Regions from separate parts of the Sus scrofa genome. Here region 2 is linked to region 1. A link is a contact called in public HiChIP or PLAC-seq data. All regions are on one chromosome and are shown on one strand. Each heading gives the region's core, a stretch centred on a gene start, on an enhancer-like site or on the middle of the called end of the contact. The rest is flanking DNA. Distances are from core to core; before and after follow the strand shown.

The links. HiChIP or PLAC-seq counts read pairs in DNA pulled down with a chosen protein or histone mark.
Region 2: an H3K27ac HiChIP or PLAC-seq map of alveolar macrophages shows a contact between it and region 1. The contact joins two enhancer-like sites. A contact is called at or near these places in 1 of 5 promoter capture datasets (liver), 1 of 47 Hi-C or Micro-C datasets (liver) and 1 of 2 datasets of contacts at active chromatin or transcription factors (alveolar macrophages).

The regions. Positions count from the first base shown.
Region 1 is chrX:110,301,849-110,307,876 of Sscrofa11.1, reverse strand. It overlaps a transcript of PHF6 not described here. Among named protein-coding and RNA genes, the nearest start is that of HPRT1, 16 kb to the left of the region's middle. Within about 2 kb of position 3,421, at least 1 of the 83 cell types and tissues checked has an H3K27ac peak or open chromatin away from gene starts, as enhancers often do. A contact at or near this core is called in alveolar macrophages, where this site is marked.
Region 2 is chrX:110,770,172-110,776,199 of Sscrofa11.1, reverse strand. It overlaps a transcript of MOSPD1 not described here. Among named protein-coding and RNA genes, the nearest start is that of SMIM10, 18 kb to the right of the region's middle. Within about 2 kb of position 2,864, at least 46 of the 83 cell types and tissues checked have an H3K27ac peak or open chromatin away from gene starts, as enhancers often do. A contact at or near this core is called in alveolar macrophages, where this site is marked.

The sequences.
Region 1 (6,028 bases), core at 2,172-4,671:
AACAACTCTCTAATGTAGTCATCCTGTTTTGTCACCCCTCCTTAAAGACTTAATTATCTCATAAGCATATGGGAAAAAAAGGAAGGACACGTGGCCAAAGAAAAGGTTATTGGTAAAATATTTAAAAATTATCTTTGTAATGTTATATATCTGAGTTAAGTCTTTTTAAATAAAATAGTTGTTTGGTTACTATCATAAACACCTAATTAGCACAAAATGTGATTTTGAGAATTAGGAAAAAACTAGTTTTCATATGGCATCAATTCATCCTTGACTACATTCGACTTATTTTTTATTTAGAAGCTTTTTTTGTGTGTGTCTTTTTGCCATTTCTTGGGCCGCTCCCGCGGCATATGGAGGTTCCTGGGCTAGGGGTCCAATCGGAGCTGTAGCCGCCGGCCTACACCACAGCCACAGTAATGCAGGATCCAAGCCGCATCTGCGACCTACACCACAGCTCACGGCAACACTGGATCCTTAACCCACTGAGCAGGGCCAGGGATGGAACCCGGGCAACCTCATGGTTCCTAGTTGGATTCATTAACCACTGAGCCATGATGGGAACTCCCTATTTAGAAACTTTCTTGTTGATTGACCAGTAGAACTGAATATTCATGTTATTTTTATTCTTCATTTTTATTTTCATACATACAGGTATCTGTCACTTGAAATTTTTAAATAAAAATTTTTCTAGCAAATGATATGTATATCAAGTTAATTTTTCTTTTTCTTTCTTTTTTTTTTTTTTTTTGCTTTTTACGGCATACGGAGGTTCCCAGGCTAGGGGTCTAATCGGAGCTACAGTTGCCAGCCTAGGCCACAGCCACATCAGATCCGAACTGCATCTGCAACCTACACCACAGGTCATGGCAATGCCATATCCTTAACCCACTGAGGGAGGTCAGGAATCGAACCCACAGCCTCTTGGTTCCTAGTCAGAATCATTTCTGCTGTGCCACGATGGGAACTCAAGTCAATTTTTCTAGTTAGTCTTTCACTCATTTTGTTAGATTTTATTCATACAGGGACAAAATAACTAGTGGAAAAGTGGAAAGTTCAAATGATTTTATCTTATTTTTACATAATTGACCAGTGGGAAGACAGAGTCGTGATGTGGGGAGTAGGAACCATCACAACAGCTAAAGGTCAGAGGAATTCTTCAGCAAAACAATACCCGGTTCCTTCAAGTACACTGAACTGGGCTATATTTGACCCTGGACACACAGAGAAGTAGATCCATGTGGCAAAAATGAACAGCTCTGAGCAAGCTATTTATTTTCAGAAAGCAGAAGGGAAATGATTCAGCAATTACTACTGTTAATAATACATATGAAACAAAACCTTTTGACTTAATCTTTTCACACATGAAATATACTGCCCAGTGTCCCAAAGATAATTCACATTCCACTTTGAGATATAGTCTATCTGGTCCTTATAATAAAATCAAAACCCCACAGAATTTTCTAGAGAGCATGTATTTTTTTTTTAGAGGTACCATACCTTTTTTCATTAAAAAGCACTCCTTTGGAGCAGCAGAACAGGGGAGCCCAAGGCCTATGGGTGGACTTTTAAATAACTACATTTTTTTTTTTTGGTCTTTTAGGGCCTCATCTGCAGCATACGGAAGTTCCCAGGCTAGGGAATGAATGGGAGCTGCAGCTGCCGGCCTATACCATGGCCACAGCAATGTGGGACCTCATCTTCGGCCTACGTTGCAGCTCAGGGCAACGCCGGATCCTCAACCCACTGAATGAGGCCAGGGATCAAACCCAAGTCCTCATGGGTACTTAGTCAGGTTCATTACTGCTGAGCCACAATGGGAACTCCCAAACTACAAATGTTTTGGACAGCATTTTTTTTATCAAAACTCTATACAAACCCTTTACTCAGCAGTTCCGCTTCTGGAAATTTCAGAACATGAAGATATATACATGAGACTGGACAGAACAACTCCGGCTCATCCATACACTGTGATGCCATGTAGCTGCTAAACAGAATGTGAGGACTCTAACTGCGCTGATGACACCTTGTGGTGGTGTTCAAGCGAAAAAGACAAGGTGCAAAACTGTAGATACAGCATGAGCCTATTTATGCTTTAAAAAAAGTGTCGAAGTTGTATCTATACACAAGCATTTGGCAGAATACACATCAAATACTGGGAAGTAGGCTCGTGGAAAAGGGGTGGTTTTTACATTTTGCTTTATGTATCTGCATATTTCAATTTTGTACCATGGCTACATTTTTTTTTTCAATTGAGGTAAAGTTCACATAAACATAAAACTCAACTTTTAAAGCATATAATTCGTGGGTTTTAGTATATTCACAAAGTTGTGTAACCATCACCACTATTTAATTCCATATGTTTACACCACCCCAAAAGAAACTCTATGCCTGGGAGTTCCTATAGTGGCGCAGCAGTAACGAACCTGACTAGCATCCATGAGGATGCAGGTTCGATCCCTGGCCTCGCTCATGGGGTTACGGTCCGGCGTTGCCGTGAGCTGTGGGGTAGGTCACAGACACAGCTTGGATATGGCATTGCTGTTGCTGTGGCGTAGGCCGGCAGCTACAGCTCCGATTTGACTCCCAGTCCTGGAACTTGTATATGCCACGGGTACGGCCCTAAAAGACCAAAAAAAAAAAAAAAAAAAAAAAAAAGGAGAGAGAGAGAAACTCCATGCCTGTTCCCAGTTACTTCTCATTCCCCCTCCTTCCTGCTCCTGGGACCCACTCATCTGCATTCTGTCTCTATGAATCTGCCTCTTCTGGACATTTCCTATAAAGGGACTCCTACAATACGTGACCCTTTGTGTTGACTTCTTGGACTCTTCTTAGCTGGCTTCATCCATGTTGTAGCACACATCATTTCTTTTTACGGCCACATATGACTTTTATCCACACAAAATCTGGAAATAGCTCTGATTTTTAAAATAAACAAACTAAAAAACCTTATCCTTTTGTACAAATGACTTAATAGAAACTCAACAGCTATAAATCCAAAGTCCATGTTAAAGTACAGTCTACCTCTATTTCCCTGCTCCCAATGCTCCCTTGAACAGCTACTCTCTCAGGTCTCATTTAAAGGGTTGTCCCTTCAAAACATTTTTGTTTTCACATAAGTCTCTTTAGTAGGCTATTATCAGTCACAGAGCAGACCTAGTTAGCTCTCTGCCCAGCTGCACCTTCCCTATCTCTGCACCACTGCCTCCACCCCCAACACAAAAACACATTTCTAGCCTACAGAAGTACAGGCAAAGGTAGGATTTATATTCATGAATTTGCTATCTCTTGACAAAGACCCAGGTCTGGTTTGCTGACTGACTTTAAATCTTTTTTTTGGCCGCACCCACAGAATGTGGAAGTTCCCAGGCCAGGGATCAAACCCACGCAACAGCTGTGGCCCACGTTGCTGCAGTGACAACACTGGATCCTTAACCACAACAGAACTCCTAGTGGACTGACCAGTAGGCTGACTACATACAGAATCTGTCTGCTACAGTAGAACGAGTTAAAATGCTATCGCTAACTTTCACGGTAACTGATATAGTTTTCATCTTCTGAATAAAAATCAAGAGTACATTTTTGCTTTGTCCTTAATGTCCAGTTACCTCCATATCTGAACAAGGCAACACTGATTGATACATAAAGCAGCACTGTCTCAGGGACTGAGTTTTTCCCTTAAAAACTATGGACCGGCCATTTGCTGGCCAAAGAATTATCCTAGGAAATTCTATGACATTTATGCTTTGGAATGACCTAAGCAATTGCTGATGACTGCAAATGAAAAAGGAAAACAAACCCCAAAACACCCCAGTCCCAAAACCCAGCTGTCAGCAGTTTCAATTAGCTAAAGAAAACCACATAACTCTCTTCTCCATATTTTTGGGTAATTAAAATGAAACTAAGTAATGGATTTTGAACACACACGCACACACACACACACACACACACACACACACCAAGCACAACTAGGAAACATTTGCAAGAAAGCACACGGTCCTATTGCAATAGCGTTAATCAGAACTTCTTACTTGATTTAGTTTTCCTCTTGAGTAGGAATGCAGGAATGCAGCTTAGGAATTGTATGTATGAAAAGAGTATATTCTATCAATTAAAACTTTGATTTCTGCCTTGGATAGGACCCTCTCAATATATGAGCACTATTGCTAGAAGTAAGCTAAGCACAGAAAAGGGAGTAAGTACACTGGAATGGTTAAGGTGGAACACCTCTATGACAAGGACATTAATCCTGCACCCTTATTAGCAATCAGATAAACTGTACTTGGAGTTTTCGGTTTTTTAAATTAAAAAAATTTTTTTTGCCATTTCTTGGGCTGCTCTCGCGGCACATGGAGGGTCCCAGGCTAGGGGTCCAATCGGAGCTGTAGCCGCCAGCCTGAGCCAGAGCCACAGCAACGCGGGATCCAAGCCGCGTCTGCAACCTACACCACAGCTCACGGCAACGCACGATCCTTAACCCACTGAGCAAGGCCAGGGAGCGAACCCGCAACCTCATGGTTCCTAGTTGGATGCGTTAACCACTGCGCCATGACGGGAACTCCTGTTGTTGTTTTTTTTTAAAATTACCTTCTAACTAGGTTCCAGAGGAAGAACCAAGATGTAATGCAGTTCTACCATGCTTGAAAGATTGCTGTTTCTCTCCATGATAAAAATCTTTATGTGTGAAACTTTGGACTAAACTCAAATTCACATCTTTCTCTGTCTCATACCTGTTTAATGACAAAGTTATTAAACAAACTAGGCATTTCACCTTGAAATAAGAACGAGACTAAAAGGAACATAATACTGCTGCTGTTACAAATAAGCTTCATCATACCGTTGCACAAAAAAAGACATAAATACAAACATGAAAGTCATAACTCATTTATTGAATGAATAGTATATGCAAGAATACCAATAAAAGGAAACTAATACTACAAACTACAATTTTGAAAATAAAGCCAATATAACAGGAACAAAATATACATAACATGAGAGGAATGTTTGATTTTGACCCATAATGCATTCCTTATCTTTACAATTACCCTAAATGTCTGTTAGAACAAAACTGTATACCTTGGTCTAACTTTAGTGCTTTTTAAAAAAGCAACAACATTCTAGAACACTTTTCTTTTTCTTTGAGATATTTAAGATTCACACATTTGTTCAAGTACATAGATTCTGATTCAACAGTAGATCTACATATCTTGTTATTCTCTTAATATCTTGAGTAGCATGTACTCCTGAGCAAGTACTATCTGAAATTCTAAAACTGCTGATCCTTGAAATAAAACGTATTTCAGTTGTGGGTTTTTAATAAATTGAGATGAAAGTAAAACTCACCCCTCCCCTCCCCCCTCCCCCCAGGAACAAAGAGCTCTTATTAAAGTATAGAAACTCAAGTCTATCTTTCTACTCTAAAGAACATTTCTTACTAACATTTCTGGTAAGGCAATAAATGCTCCAGAATAATCTTCAATATACGCTTGCAAAGATTACACTGTTTAATATCAATAACAAAAACAAAACAAAAAAAGGGGAAAAAGAAAAAGGGAAAAAAAGAACAGACGCTTCAAAATTTCAAGCTAAAATGCGTAAAAGACAGTCATGGCAGTATTTTTTGAAATGATGTAAAATGTTATATACTTAGCAAATAATGTCATGCTTATTAAAACTACAGTTAAGGACTTAAGAGATGAACAGTAAATACACTGCTGAGGTCCATTTTGCTAAATATTCATACCACAATGTAATTACTACCCAGAAGATGATGATGCTACTCGGGAACATAAGTACTGTACAATTTTTACATTGTAAGGCACTTTTACTCAGCATGTGACGAAAACATGGAGAGAGAATCAAAATATTGGAGGTTTACAACCAAAGGTGATTTTTCATGTGACTTCAATTTACATTTCAATTTTTAATGAAAGACTGTTTAGCCAATCACACCACAGTGAGAAAAATAGGTAGCCAGCCACTTCTCTAGCCAACCAAATGGTAAAGTGCTATTCTGGTTGCTAGTGGC
Region 2 (6,028 bases), core at 1,615-4,114, 470 kb before region 1:
TTTGGATAAGAACAGCAGTGGGCTCTGTTGAATGAATCCTAAGGAGATGCTCTGATTTGCTCAGTCTGCCCCAGCAGTCAGACATAGCAGCCTTCCTGAATGCTGAAAGGCCTGTCGCAGACTCGACTCTAGTGATTATAGGTTGTACAGTCAGGGTACTGAGCTACGGGATGTAGGATGTAGTTAAAGCTGGGAACCAAGACGTGCGCGTCTCCTCCTGAGCTCAGAGTTTGAAGTATTGTGTATAGAAAAATGTGCTGAGAGTAAATCTTATTCTACCTTCTGTCAAAAAATAATAATATGAATTAGCGAGGGTGGAATGAAACTTAACAGGGGTTGGATATGTTTAAGGCATAGATTATGATGATGGTTCGTGGAGGTATACTTATCTCCAGACTCATTAAGTTGTATGTATTAAGTATGTGCAGCTTTCTGTATGTCAGTCATACCTTCATAACCTCAATAAAGTGGTTTAAAAATAATAACAAAAAAGACCCTCTCGTGGTTACAGATGTATACTCCCCCTCAAGTGTCTTGAGGTTTTAGAACTGAAAGGGAAGAATGCTTCTACACTGGGAAATGGGTAATGCTATTTACTACTCTGTATTATTGTTTTGCCTTGGTTTTTCTATGTATGCATAGCATTTGCATTGGCACATATAAGGTTAACCTTTAGTCCATAGGATTTTGAATTTTGTAGAATCACAGCACTTCTGCGAAAGCTGTGAACTTCACCTGGAGGACTTCAGCTCAAGGAGTGGCCTGTGACATCAGCTATTTGTCATTTGACCAGAAATTGACTTTGGGTCCTGTGCCTTTGGGAATGGCTTGGACTTTGGGTTGGTTTTGTTTCTTATAATATGTGCTTTTGTGCTTACCTGAGAAATCTTTTAAAATATTTTACACATGGGGACATGTCCAGGTGTAAAATATTTTACATATGGGGACACGTCAAGGTGTATATGTACTGTATCTGTATCCTATAGGGTGGAAGGTAGTGTCTCAGGCTGGTTGGTCTCTGCAGCAGGCCTCTTTTCTCTGAGGTCTTCCCACCACCTTCTGTTTTCTGTGTGACTGAGTTCCTTGGCCTTAGCTACTCAGTTTGATACTTTTCATCTTGTCCTAGTTGAGCAAACCATGCTTCTGTTATATTTAGAGTTTGGGACTAGATGCCAAGAATGGGTGCTAGGCTAGCCTGCAAAGGCTCATTAATAACCTTTCACTGCAGAAAATATCATGTAAAAGACATATTGTGGGGTTTCCCTGGGTTATCCTCATTTCTGTGTCTTTAGAATGTATTTGCTGCTTAAGCTTCTTGTATTTTGTAAAATACTTGTGTTCTTCCAATAAAATTTGTTTCAGAAGATCTCACTTGTAGATTTTTATTATTCACAATGAACACCCGCCTGATCAAAGAATCGACGGCTCTGCCATGTGCATTGTTGCCTGAACCAGGGCTGAGCTCTAAGCTATAGAATCTGATAGATTAAGAACAGGAGTTGGTGGCAGGGGAATGGGGTCTTTCCAGGCTATGGTAGAAGTTCCACCCTTCATTAAGCTCACCCCTAAAGGTCATAGGTAATCCAATACCTCCCTATAAGAAGTGATCCTTTTAACCACTTCATGAAGGCCATAAATATATATCTGGGGATTGTGGAGGTTTTGGGGGAAATCTCCTGATCCTCCCAAGGGTAGGGCAGAGGTAGGAGGACCAGCATGGTTGTACAAAGCATCAGAAGTCAGTAGGACCAAAACTGGAAGCCACAAGCACACAGTTAATTCCTGGTGAGGCCTGCATGAGAACCTTGGTTCTTTGTGTCCGAGGCATCTTTCATTACATGACATCACTAGATCTTAGAAAGCCTTTGTAATAGCAGAATTAAGTAAGTAGAAGAAATTTTTGGCGTTGTTTATTCTTTAAACATGTCAACACAGTATCCAGCCCTAACTGGAATTAGACATGCAGTTAACTAAAATTTCATGTCTTCTGTATAGCTTACCATGGTTTAAACATATCAGCAGGGAGTTCCCCTTGTGGTTCAGTGGAAATGAAGCTGATTAGTATCCATGAGGATGTGGGTTGGTTCCCTGGCCTCACTCAGTTGGTTAAGGATCCGGTGTTGCCTTGAGTGTGGTGTAGGTTGCAGGCGCGGCTCAGATCCTGCGCTGCTGTGGCTGTGGTGTAGGCTAGCGGCTACACCTCCGATTCAGCCCCTAGCCTGGGAACTTCCATATGCTACGAGTGCGGCCCTGAAAAGGAAAACAAAACAAACAAACAAAAAAAACCCAAAACAAAACACATCAGCAGAAGCCTTATCATTATGATTATGGTTACTAAAATCAACCCCCAAGGGAAAGGAGAACAATACTGGCAATCTGTTCTGCCTGTAGACATGCTGAGTGGTTGGGTACAGTTCTCTTTCGTGGGCCCCAGGTGTCAGCAGCTCTGTTCTTGCCATCCAGACTAGAGTGGCCAAAGGTGCAGTGTCTCATTTCCTGCCTGAGAGGTTCATAAGTATGCAAAGTTCAAATCATTTCTCTTTTTCTCCAAATGGAGCTGGAACTTTATACCCCTTTTATTATCCTCTCTTGTGTTACAGAATGTGTCTCATATAAGGCTGTGAGCCATCTGCCATTTGGCCCTATTTCAGGTCAGTGGGTATGATTTTACCTGAGGCATTTGCACTTAGGCTTTACCAAACACCAGGAAATCTCACTACCACTCTGATGTTTATATTCCCAGGCTTCAGCAGGAGTGCGTTCCGCGGAGGCGGGCCCAGGGCAGGGGTGGGCGGGCCCAGGGCAGGGGTGGGCGGGGCCATGGCCCATACCGGCGCCTGCGCGGGTTCCTCCCACTGGACCAGATGGTTGCTAGTGCGCAGGCGCAACATGGAGTCCACGCTAGGGCCTGAAGGGGCGGGGCTAACGTCTGCTCTTGGAGGGCGGGGGCGGAATCTATGTTTCCCAAGGCTGTAGGGGAGGCTAGGTCTTACGTAATGGGGACAGAGCCCGCTGCGCTTGGGGAGGGGAGGGCCAGGTGCTCTGAGGCTGAAGAGTCAGCCAGGTGCTCACCTTCCCCACCCTCCCTGGCACTCACTCGCCTTTCCGAGTTCCTTGTCTGACGCTCAGTCTCTGGACACCCCCCCTCACTTTTGTGAGGTTCTGTGAACACACGTTCCTGTTTATTATTCATGCATCGCTCAGCCAGAGAGTACTTGCACCCAGGCTGCACATGTTGCCTGCGGTATTAATAGGAAAGCCCCAAATATTAGCCAGCATAGTCCAGAGCAGCATGTTCAGAGAATGATGCACCATGACCAGGGAATGTAAGGAAGGTTGAGTGTTAAGAAATCCCTTGATTTGCTATATTAAAAGACCAAAAGAAAAAAAATTGTAAATCAACTATACTTTAATCAAAAAAATTTTTAAAGACCAAAAGAAGATAATCATATGGTCATCTGCATCGATGTTGAAAAGATAAAAATGAGGGGTTATCTGATTTTACCAGAGGCACTTACTTTTAGTTTATTACCAATACCGGAAAATCAAATTACCACTCTGATCATTAAATTACTTTTTCTAACATTGTAATCACATATATGCACATAATTCACCATTTAGGGCAATGACACTCCAGTTTCTTTCATAAATCACGTTTTTATGAGATAATGCTGCAGGGCAACTCTCTGGATGCCCACAACAGCTCCATCCAAAGACAATATGGCTCCTGTTGTTCCTGTTTAAAATACATAGTTGATTAATGGGTTTGGGGTTGGGATTTTAGTTGAACTCTTACTTTTATAGGTTGTTTATATATGCGAACATTTAAGGGAATCTTGGGTTCACTGATTTTATAAGTTTACTAAAAAGTAAATAAATTATAAATTTTATAAGTTTACTAAAAGTAAATAAATTATAAATTTTAAAGTAAATAAATTATATAGTATCTGTGAAAGTTTTATTCATTAAGACTGTCTTTTTGCCCCTCTGAACTCTATTCTTCCTCTGTTTTCCTCGCCTTGGTAGATGGAAATTCTTTCCTTCCTATTGCTCAAGCCAAACACCTCGGTGTCCTCCTTGATTCCTCTGTTTGTTTCATGCCCCACATTAACTCCGTCAGCAAATCCTCAGCTCTCCCTTCAACATACAAGCAAAGGGCTGTAAATCCAGGGATGAGAGATATTGCTGTGGCTTTCTTTTCAGTCAGTATACCACAGTCTGTATATGGCAATATGAGCCATTACCTAGAGCAGAGTCTTATAAGCAGAATATGGATTCATAAAAATACAAGAACTAATATATGGAAATGAAGTCTATATGTAAGATATGAGCTTACTCAGGGTGTATGAATTCCTTCTAATCCATTGGGATGAACATCAAAGCAAAACCTAGGGGTAGGAGTTCCCTTTGTGGTTTAGTGGTTAATGAGCCCAACTAGGATCCATGAGGATTTGGGTTCCATCCCTGGCCTCACTCAGTGGGTTAAGGAACTGGCGTTGCTGTGAGCTGTGGTGTAGGTCGCAGACTTGGCTCAGATCCTGCGTAGGCCAGTAGCTGCAGCTCCGATTCGACCCCTAGCCTGGCAACCTCCATATGCCGTGGGTGCGACCCTAAAATGAAAAAAAAAAAAAAGAAAGAAACTAGGTGTAAAGGAGACATTTGTGGATTTGCAAGTTGTTCGAATTTCAGCTCAGCCTTCTCCCTTCATACCCTAAGAGCAATAGAAAATAAAGGGAAGGTCCTTTCTACAGAACTGGGGGGGTGGGTGGGGGGGGAGAAAATAAACATCTCGCCCACAACTTGAATGTTACGTAAAGCTCAGATGCAGGATTACAGTTTTAGACCACTGTCTGGGATCAGTAAAATTTTGTGATTGACGGAAGAAATTTTCACAATTGAGGTATGGGGAAGTCATTCTGGCTTATATGTGATTTGGCTTGAACTTTATGCTAACTAGAACAGCCTGTCCTGTGACCTGTTTATCATGCTTTGTGCATCTGCTTTAGCCATTAAGAAAAGAATGCATTATCCAGAAGTAAAGTATGTCCACTTTGAAGATAGGAATAAATGCCACCCCATCCTATGACGCTTATGCTAATATTCCTTTAAAGATAAGGTTCCCTTCCCAGACACTAAGGTCAAGCTGACTCACTGTGTACGTGCTAATCTCTCCCTCTTGAAATCTTGCAGGAATGTACTCCTGCCATGTTTGTGTTTGATGGTTGTTGTTTGTTGTGAAAAGACATAAAACCGTGATGAAAACCATGCTTCTCCAGAGAAGCTTCTCAGAATTACTGATTAGCTGTTTCCTAGGCCTGGTTTGGTTCAAATACAACTTTTTTCTCTTCCTATTACAGATTGTTTATTGATTATTTGTTTTGACATGATGATAAATATGTCTTGGCACCATCTGGGTTAGAAATGGCAATGTGATACGGGCTAGCATTTTGAGCAAGTTCAGAATATTGGTTCTTGATTTAGTTCCAATATTAATAAAGGGGACAAACCTCTAAAAGGTTGGTCTTCACAGTAATCCTTTGTTCTTTGGTAATACCTTTCATCGGAGGCACTAGAACACTTGGAAAATACGCCCCTGTGAGGTCATCTATATGATTTTCCCATGGGAAATTCCTTAATATTGTGAACAATGATTCATCAAAAGAAAATGATTCACTAAGAATCTTAGGATGGGGAGTTCCCGTCGTGGGCAGTGGTTAACAAATCCGACTAGGAGCCATGAGGTTGCGGGTTTGATCTCTCACCCTGCTCAGTGGGTTAGGGATCCGACGTTGCCATGAGCTGTGGTGTAGGTCGCAGACGCGGCTCGGATCCCGAGTTGTTGTGGCTGTAGTGTAGGCCGACAGCTGTAGCTCCGATTTGACCCCTAGCCTGGAAACCTCCATATGCCACGGGTGCGGCTCTAGAAAAGGAAAACAAACAAACAAAAATCTTAGGATGTAGACTCAGAATGGCCTTGGATATCTCCTAGTGCTGTAGCCTGACTTGTGTACCACCCCCACCCCAGATA